2 separate regions of the Pan troglodytes genome follow, and region 1 is linked to region 2. A link is a contact called in public Hi-C data. All regions are on one chromosome and are shown on one strand. The core of a region is the stretch at or near the end of the contact, and the rest is flanking DNA. Distances in the headings are between cores, read along the strand shown. Region 1 holds the start of TMEM132D (transmembrane protein 132D). Region 2 overlaps GLT1D1 (glycosyltransferase 1 domain containing 1).

Evidence for each region. Hi-C and Micro-C count contacts between places; a contact is called where the count stands out from the background.
Region 1: a contact with region 2 is called in a Hi-C map of induced pluripotent stem cells, with 4 times the contacts expected there. The contact joins the promoter of TMEM132D here to the enhancer-like site in region 2. A contact is called at or near these places in 3 of 7 Hi-C or Micro-C datasets (induced pluripotent stem cells and stem cell-derived neural progenitor cells), 1 of 1 datasets of contacts at active chromatin or transcription factors (stem cell-derived excitatory neurons) and 1 of 1 other capture datasets (stem cell-derived neural stem cells).

The regions. Positions count from the first base shown.
Region 1 is chr10:136,699,726-136,705,019 of NHGRI_mPanTro3-v2.0_pri, reverse strand. It overlaps TMEM132D (transmembrane protein 132D), which reads left to right and starts at 2,584. Exons shown (of 9, transcript XM_016924625.4): 1 at 2,584-3,348. The coding sequence starts at 3,270.
Region 2 is chr10:135,773,221-135,777,753 of NHGRI_mPanTro3-v2.0_pri, reverse strand. All of the region lies in intron 7 of GLT1D1 (glycosyltransferase 1 domain containing 1), which reads right to left. Among named protein-coding and RNA genes, the nearest start is that of GLT1D1, 120 kb to the right of the region's middle. Within about 2 kb of position 1,588, at least 7 of the 24 cell types and tissues checked have an H3K27ac peak or open chromatin away from gene starts, as enhancers often do. A contact at or near this core is called in induced pluripotent stem cells and stem cell-derived neural stem cells, where this site is marked.

The DNA.
Region 1 (5,294 bases), core at 1,335-3,834, 930 kb before region 2:
CTAAAAGGTTGTTCTGGAGTAGCTCAGGCCTGAGCCTTTCTCCTGGATGCAGTCAGAAGGACTGGAAGAGAATGGCTTCAGTTTTACAGGAGGCCCCATCTTTAGAGGGCCTGAAAGTGTCCTCTCATCCACCAGTGGCATAGCCCCAGCAGTACTTGAATTCCAGCTCCTTTCTGCCTTTATCAACTCTCAAAGTTGCCATTTCTCAAAAACTGCTACAGGGAATGTTTTTGTTTTATTGAAAAATAACAACAAAAACTGCTTAGTGTAAAAGCCTCATCCACACAGCAGGAACAATTAGTGCAATTTAATTACCGACAAAATTAGGCTTACAGCTTGATTTACGGCCCCGCAGATGAAACACATATTCTTGGAGGAAAGCAGATTTCTTACAAGTAACTTGAGAGAGACAAGGCAGGCGATTTTGATGGGAAGTTGTCCTGGGGCGGGGGCTGGAGTTAGGGACCTATGAGCCCTCAGTGTCCATCTCCAAGTCTTTCTAAGTTTTGCTCCCCCACAATTAGCTGTGTTAATTACCCAAAGAAGATTAGATGTACCAGAGAGAATGGCATACTGGAGAGAGAAAAAGTAAGAAGCCATTCTTGCATCTTATTTTAGCCACTGATTAGGTATCTGAAGTTGCATCTTCCCAAAAAATCTTCCATACCAAAGAGTGGAAAAAACTTTTGTTTCGCCAACTACGCATAATGAAGAAACCGTTTAACATTTTAGGCAGCAGCTGGAACTTGACAGTCACCTTTTGTCTTCACATTACAGATAGAGAAACCTTTTGCAATGGCAAAAAGAAAAGTTATTTGATGATTGCAATTCAGGGGAAAAACTCAATTTGATTTAGAGAAACATAAAATGATTGTTTTTAATAAAGAACAGGGACCACTTGTTTCTAGTCAATATGTTTGAGAAATGTTTTACAAATAGTGTCACAAATAGATGATTTACAAATAGACCCACTGTAGCGTTAAGGATGGAACCTGGATTATGCATTCAGTGCGGGCATCAATTTTGACACTCAGAGACCAGGTGAAGGTGTCCAAGAGACGAAAGCTCAGCTCTCTCATCACTCAGGTGAAGGAGACAGGGGACCAGTGGTTCCAGCACGTGTTCCGCAGGCCGGCAGCATCAGCATCACCTGGAACTTTTTAGGAATGGAGATCGGAAGTCCCACCTTGACCTGCCGAGATAGCTCTGGGGTGGGCCCAGCAACCCAGGTCTAACAAATTTTCCAGTGACTCCTGCTGGTTCAAACTTCAGAAACAGTGAAAGAGACAATCTCTCTAGGGTCTTTGCAGCATCGACTCTTAGGAATTTTACAGGAGAGCAATACAAAGAGAAAAGGCAACAAGTTTAAGAAACAAACAAAAGAAAAAACAGACAGATACATTCAGATAAGTAGATACAGAATAAAAGACAAGAGCACATCTCAAAGGACATGAACCCAGAAAGACAATCTTCTGTAGAACAGCAGTGGCTTTTTTGATCTTCCTTGAAACTTTGAAAGCTGAAAACTCTTAAAGCATTGGTATATTTCTGCAACTACAGGCATACAGGATGAAAAAGTCCATTGCCCCCTCAGTCAGATGATAACGACCCATTTTTATCTACTGAGGTGAATTCACCTCATTAGATTCAGGGCTTGTTGGTTTACAATATTCCTTAATAATTCTGAATGCTTTTCTTCCCTCTGAGCTTTGATGGGGTTAATTTAAAGGCTCTCGTGGAGCAAAGCAGTTCTTGGGCTACAAATTATAGGACGGTGCTTAGGGATCTCGGTGTGGGGATGTCTTAGTTGGAGATTCCGGGCGGTGTGAGTGAGAATCATGTCTTTTATCTTCTCAAAGCAATGTTGTCTCCTAATGGATCCATTTCCTGTTCCCAGTGAGCCCTGGGGAGCACACATGAAATGTTTCTAGGGACACTAACTTGGGGGATCGCTCTGGGACGGGGCTTGGGGCCAGCATGACCTCAGTGTGGCGTGTCAGAGACTTCCTCACTCCGATCCCTGGGAGATGCGCAGGGCGGGGCGAGGGCCCTTCTCCAGCCATCCTTGAGCTCTCCCTGGCGAAGAGCCTCAGGTGCCCCCGGGCTGGAGGACCTCCCCTGGGCCTGAGGTTTTGACGACGACGAGAGGCCGGTGGCCAGCTGGACACCTGTTGGGAGAGTGGGTGGCTCCGTCCCCGGAGTGCGCCCGCGCTGGGAGCCCTCGCCCGCCGCCACCGCGCGTCCGCGCTCGCAGGGAGGGTGGCCGGGAGGCTGGGCGTGGGGCGGCCAGGGGGAGGTGGGATTTACTTTGCGGATTGGGGCTCACAGCTGTCACTCCGAAAGGGTGGGGCTTTTTAAAAGCAGACAAATTTTTAAGGCGAAAGCCCCAGCCGGCTCCGGGCACCGTGGCGATCGCCTCCGTTCCGTTCCGGATGCGGTCCTTGCGGAGCGGAGCCCCCGCGCCGGCTGGCAGGAGGCAGCTGCGTTGCTCGGCCGCGTCCCCGAGCCGGCGGGCCCTCCTCCGCGCACATCTGGCCCGCCTCCCCCGGGCGCAGGGGGGAGCCCCGCGTCTCCGGAGCCTGCAGTGCGCTCGGCGCGCGTAGAGCCCCGCGAGCCCCAGCCGGGCCCGGGGCCGGGCGGGCCGAGGCGGCGGCCGGGGAGCAGCCGCACCCGCCAAACTTTGGGGGGCCGGAGCGCGCGCGCGCCCGAGCCCCGAGGCGCAGCGGCCGGCCCGGGATGGGGGCTGCGGGCCAGGGAGCCCCGGGCCGCCCAGCGAGCCCGGCCACCCGCCCGGGGGGCTCCGAGCCGCCTCTGCCCGCGTCCCGGGCTCCGCAGCCCCGCCACCCCGGCGCCGCCTGCGCCAGCGCCCGCTAGCCAGCCCGGGAGCAGCTGGAGCCGCCGGAGCCCTGCGCCTGGAGGCGCCCCTCCTTGGGCCACCGGGGGCCACTCTTCGCTCGGGTAAACAGGAAAGGAAATACCCCTTGTGGATTAAAATTAAAAAAAATTCTGTTGGGGGCGAAGGAGGGAGGTGGGGTTTGCCTGCGCTCGCGTTGGACTCCGGAGAGCAACTCAGGAGCCCGCGCGGTCGTCGCCTCCCGGCCTGGCCATGGACTGGCGGGAGGAGGGAGCAGGGCGCCCGGGCTGCTCGGGCCCCTAGCCGGGCGCTCCCTCGCCACCGGCCCCGCTGCGGGCCTCTAGGGGACTGAGACGGTCTCTTGTTCGCCTGGACGGCGCCGGGGAGCGGAGGATCTGCGCTCCGGGTCTCCAGGATGTGCCCGTCTGAGATGGGGACGCTGTGGCACCACTGGTCGCCTGTACTCATCAGCCTGGCCGCCCTGTTTTCCAAAGGTGAGGACGCCGCGGCCGCCAGGGCCCAGGGACTAACTTCGACTGGAGTGAGTGTGTGGGAGTGTGTGGAGGATGGGGGCGGCCGGGAGAGAGGGCTTGTGTGCATGTGTGTGTGCGCGCGTGTGAACGTGCGCTCGTGCGGCAGCCAAGCTCGCTCCTCGGACGCCCCTTGGCCGAAGGTGCTTGTCCTGGAGCACTTGGGTGGGAGGCCTTAGGTGAGACTACTAAGGAGCCGAAAGGAAAGGAAGGCTCGGTTTCCTGAAAGCCTTTTCTGTAAAGGGAGAGGGCGTGGGGACCCTGGAGAGGAAAGGTGGCCTCTGGAGGGCCGAGCCGGCTGTCGGGGGAGGAGGGGATTGAGATGACCAGGGAGATTTCTGGAATTTGGGATTGACTTTACCTGGTGGCACTGACCTATTTGGAAATAATTTTGGAGCACTCCTGTCGCATGGGAATACTATTTTGTGTATTATAGGCTGCCAAAAATATAGCCTGGAGGGCAGCTCTGAAGAAGGGGGATGGGTTTCTCCAGGTCTGCCGCTGTGAGATTTGGGCACAGGGTCTGGCTCTCACCCTTCCGTAGGGTGCCGGGAGCAGCAGCGGCCCCGCAGGGTGCACGTGGAGTTTCAGCTACAAGTTGTGACCCGAGTTATCCCAGCGGAGCCCTGACTTGAAGCCATGTGTCAAGGCAGGAATTCCTCAATGTTTCCTCTTCTCTTCTGCCAGCATCCCTGTCTGTCATGGGAAGAGCAAGTTTGGAAGCTCTGGACAGTCATTCTTCCTTGAAGAGAAATGGTGTGATTTGTGCGGGAGATTCTTTCTCATGATTGACCTGGGCTGTTTGTGTGTGGTTCCCCTACCCGTGCCCCTTTCCTGCAGGTAGATACACTGGGAGGAGAGTGAAGCGTCTCAGCAGTCTCTAATACGTGCTGCAAGAACCCTGTACCCATACTTTTCTGCAAAGATTTTTGAGATGAGATCTCTCTCAGAAACTTCAAAGCCAGTTATCACGCACAAAGTCTTTTAATTACATGAATTGTCTGTTCTCTGAGTTCTTCCAGAATCACTGAGGTTATGTTGCTTTGGATCTGATAATAGATGAAGACAGTTGAAATGCCGAGTTCTGTGATGGGTCGATTTAGAAAGAGGAATTTACGTTCCCCCTCCTTCCCTGTCTTTGAAGTGTGGTTGAAATGGGCTCACGTTTCCTAATTATGAGTTAGAACAATCCCTGGGATCAGAGCTTTCTGGATTTATAATGTGCACAGGAAACCAAATAAAAGGTTGATGAATTCAGTGAACCTGACTCAGGCAGACGTGAGGTTAAAAAAACCAAAATCCACAGCAACAACAGCCCAGCATTTTTTTGGGGAGGGGTTGGTTCTCACTTGGTTTTATAATAGGGCCAGACTTCTTTGTGTTTATGCTGCAATAACAAGGTTGTATTAAGAAAGGTACAGAATAGCTTTGGAAATAGGACCTCACTATTGTGTTTTTTCACTTAGGTACATAGGTCTGTTACTGATTTCATTAGACTGAGCAGTGTTGAAGAGAATTGTATTTAGCCTAATACTTGTGAACTTTTTCAACTGGGAACACTGAACATGTCCTTAAATGAGGTACTGTGTGATGTGGAAGCCTCTTTACTAGGTGGCCAAAAATTAGCATGTAAAATGTTTACGATAAGCCTAGCATATGACATATTTTGTGTATTGAACTTAAACAAGTCAGCCAGACAGTTCAAAAGTGAATCAGTTCTGTGTGGAGACTTTGTACAGCAATTAGCAGAGTCTGAGCACATGGTAGATGATTCAGGATTAGTCACAATATGTCAAAGAACAAGAAAAAATCAACACCCCTATTAGCAAATTGCATAAAATGGAATTTCATGATGCAGATGTGATTTATACATTCAGGGACAGGGCCGTTCTTTTCCCAATGTGTTCATA
Region 2 (4,533 bases), core at 339-2,838:
AGGAGGTAGAGAGAGGGAGGGAGGGAGGCAGAGGGAGGGATGGAGGGAGAGAGGAAGGGAGGGAGGAGGAGAGGAAGGGAGGAGGGGAAGAAGGAAGTCAGGAGGGAAGAAGGGAGGAACGGAGGAGGGAGGGAGAAGAAATCAAAGAAAATGGGAGCAAAGAACAGATGAAGAAAAGGAGGGAGGAAGGAAGGAGGGAGATGAAGGAAGGAAGGGAGGAGGGAGGGAGGGAGGAAGGGAGGAGGGAGGGAGGGAGGGAGGGCAAAAGAAAGGCAATTTCTAAGCCAAAGGCATTTACATGGGATCTAAGCACCCAGGCCGGAGTAGGCGATCCCGTCGTTTTGCCGCGTGGCACTCAGCACCAGAACCTGTGATTGGCATGAAACTGTCAGAGACTACTTGCTAGGCATGGGGACAAAATCCGACAGGTGCCCATGATTGGGCGGGATGACTGCTGTCATCTGCGACTTTGAAAAGAAAAAGAAATGTGAGCAGTTAAAGTACAAGTGTGTGGCGTGCTGCATCGCTCACTATCAGATGAAAATAAAAAAACACGCCCTCTGGAAGGGTTGCGCCTTGTACGCCGGGGCATAATCATCCCTTCCAGTACTCACTGAGCACCCAGTCCATATCAGGGTCCCTGCGAGGGACAGCTGATGAGTAAACATGTCTGACTGCTGCCCTCGGGAAGCTTCCAGGCTGGGGACTGGTGTTTATAGATGGCGAAGAGTGCAGTATACGCAGACACAGGTGCAGGGACAGAGGAAACCCAAGTGGGAACCCCAGTCACACTGGGTGGCCACGAAAAGTCCTTCCAAGGTGATTTCAACCAAGAAACATTTGAGGAGGTGCCAGCCGTAGGCGCAGCTCGGTTAGAGACAGAGGGTGAGCAAAGCTCAGGTGCTGGACAGAGAAGCCTGGAATGAGGAGGGGGCAGCGCGAGCTGTGCAAGGCCTCAGAAGCCAGGCCAGCAGTGGCATTTTCTTCTAGGTGCAATGGGGAAGCCACCAGAGGGTCCTCAGCTGCAGTGGATAGAAGCGGACTTTGACTTGGTGCCTGTGGCTGCGGGGAGGGAGTGGGCGGGCTGGAAGGAGGAGGCTGCTGGAACAGCCCAGGCAAGACCCTACAGCCCCTCGGTCCGGGAGTGCAGTGGAGATGGGGTCCAGCTGCTTTTGCAGACAGAGCTCAGGAGAAGTGGGACAGATGGGAAGTGGGGCTCAGGGGAGAGAGCGCGGCGGGCTTGGGAGCCCAGGACCCAGGACGGTGTGCCCAGCTGCTTGTGCACGCACCTGCAACAGGCAGGGGCTGAGGCTCCAAGCAGGCCTTCCCCTGCAGCATTACCCCTAAGGCTGCAGCCCACGGGGGTCCTCCACAGACCCTGGCCCGGCTTCTACCAGTGCCAACATGTCACCATCCTCTTCCTTCTGAATTCCAGGATACCCCAGAAACGGCCTTCGGAGCTGATTCCTACAGCAGCGTTGTTTTGATGTGAGGCAAGCACTCCGCTGACTGGGGACTGCATTTGTCAGGGCTGACACAGATCACCAGGAGGCCTCCAGGAAGCGCACACAGGCAGAGGCAGGGGGAGGGGAGGGTCTCTCCATGCCTGGCCCCTCCCCTAATCACAGTCCCCAGCTGGAGCCTGCGGGCTCACACTCCTGGCATGTGCCCAGCAGGCTTTGCAGAGCAACAGGTGCACCCACGCGAGGGCCCAGGAGATGGTGGAGAGCCAAGTGTCAGGATGACACAGAGATGCCTCCTCCTGTTCTCAGAGGTGGGGACTGAGCTCACAGCGGGAAGGAAGCTCTTCTCTCTCTGCCTCTTCCCTCTCTGTATTTTCAGAGAATTCCAGACGCGATGCAAGCAGGATGCTCCCTGCTTGGTCAGGAGTGAGGCGGCCAGGAGGAGCCCCGAGTGCCTCCGCACCTTGGTGATGGCCCAGCCTCTGTGCCTGAGCAGTGAGCCCCACCTTGTGGCTCACCCGCGTCCTGGCCCTGCTTGCCGCGCGGCAGCTCAGTGCACACTCAGCTCGGTGCACACCCAGCTCGGGGCAAACCTGCCCTAGGGGCTGCACAGTCAGCCAGGGGCTTCTCTTCCCGCCTCAGGCTGCAACCAGGGGCATCTACACCCAGGGTGGGGCTCAGAAATGGTCCCTTCTCCCCAAGAATACAGAGAGAATCAGGGTGAGAAGAACCACTTTAGAAAAGGGTTAGGTGTAAAACAGGAGAGGAGGGGAGGGAGGGAGACAGGGAGAGAGAGAGAGAGTGAGAGAGAGAGCTAGAGACTGAGATAGAGGTAGAAACAGAGACAGAGGAAGAGACAATGAGAGAAACAGAGACTGAGAGGGAGGAAGGCTACAGAGACAGAGAGAGACACAGACAGAGAGGAGGAGGAGGGCTACAGAGACTGAGAGAGTGACTATGAGAGACAGAAAAAGACAGAGGGAGAGAGGAGCTACGGAGACAGACAAGGAGATGACGAGACAGAGGCAGAGGGAGAGAAAAAGGGAGGCACAGCAGGAAAGATGGGGCGGAGTGAGGAGGAGCTGCCACGGCAGCAGCAGGGAAGGGGGAGAGCAGGGCCGTTTGTGCTCCTGGCGCTGCCCGAGCTCAGGCTCTGCAGTCGGACCCCAGTCCTCACCCAGCTCTTCACCCCACCCAAGTGGCCCGAGGCAAGGGACCCACCCTCTCTAGCTCACTGGAGAATCTGTGTCCCTAACAATACACCAGCCCAGGCACCCAATCACAACCCCCAGGCAGGCTGTCCCTATGCTGCTCGGGTGAGGTTTACATCTGTTGTCCTAGTATTATTATTATTGAGACGATGTCTCGCACTGTCACCCAGGCTGGAGTGCAGTGGCATGATCTCGGCTCACTGCAACCCCCACCCTCCGGGTTCAAGTGATTCTCATGCCTCAGCCTCCTGAGTAGCTAGGATTATAGGCACCTGCGACCCTGCTCAGCTGATTTTTTGTATTTTTAGTAGAGATGGGGTTTGGCCATGTTGGCCTCGAACTCCTGACCTCAAGTGATCCACCTGCCTCAGCCTCCCAAAGTGCTGGGATGACAGGCGTGAGCCACTGTGCCCAGCCTGGTGTGCTTGTATTATTATTAGTCCACTCTCAAATGCTTCCCAGTATCGTACAATAAGCCACCAGGTCACACTACTTGGAAATCCACATAAGTGACAGGGCGCAGTGGCTCACGCCTGTAATCCCAGCACTTTGGGAGGCCGAGGCAGGCGGATCACGAGGTCAGGAGATGGAGACCATCCTGGCTAACACTGTGAAACCCCGTCTCTACTGAAAATACAAAAAATTAGCCAAGCGTGGTGGCAGGCGCCTGTAGTCCCAGCTACTCGGGAGGCTGAGGCAGGAGAATGGTGTGAACCCAGGAGGCGGAGCTTGCAGTGAGCTGAGTTTGCACCACTGCACTCCAGCCTGGGTGACAGAGCGAGACTCTGTCTCAAAAAAAACAAAGCAAAACAAAATCCACGTAAGTTTTGCATTAACCTCCAATGTAGTTCACACATGCTTTGTCCCGAGTTTCCTCTGGGCTTAACTGGAAATCCAATCAACGCAGCAGGGTCTGCATCTCGGATTTCAGGCTGAGGACCTACTGTGTGCTGTGCACTGGCTGGTGCTTACACATCCTGGATGCGTTGAACTTCCAAGAATTATAGATGTTACGTTAAAACACTTTTAAAACATAAGAGAGAAGTAATATGTTACATAATATTGGCCAGTGGCCTCCCTAAATCCGTAAGTAGAACGTAACTCGAAGTAAGAGTGAGACAGGAATTTCTCCCTGGGTTCTCAGTGCTCTGCACCGGGTGGGAATCCTGCTGTGGGCTGATCCCAGCACTTAAACATCAGTGCTTTCCATATTCCACGGCTTCCCCTAGTGCGCAGTGCTGCAAGCTGTGAACGCGGTTGAGTATTGGCAGGTTTTTTTCCAGGGGAAGGGAGAGGCAATAGTGCATGTGCCCTCCCTCAGCTATTCCCCAAAGAGAGGTCATGATCTCCACTCTCCCGAAGAAGCATCGAGCAGAGGGCAGGAGAGGTGTCCAGGATCACTCAGCTTCCAAGAGCAAAACTTGAGATCTCAGCGCAGCCCTGCCTGAATGAAAGTTTGGAGGCTGATGTTTTCTACCGGGCCTCACATTTCCCAAACATTAAACCGTTGACTGACTATTAAAGCCATTCGCGTTTGAAGAAAAATTAAGCTATCTTTAGTGAAAACGCAAGTCACATAGAACACTATGGCCAGAGCCCAGCCCAGAATACCCACTGGATAAATGCTAGCTCTGGTCAATGTCATTATTCCAGAACTTATGTTTTTCTATAGCTGTGCACCATACAAACAGAACCTCCAAGCAAAATAGGTTTGAGCTACACTTTAAAAGTCTGACCCTGGGACAGTGTATAGATTCACAGCTTCTATTAAATGTCAAATGGATTTTAATTTCGAAGCTATAAAACAGAGCAATAAAATACCTAGGAAAATAGCTCAACCCTTTTCTACTTCTTAGAAG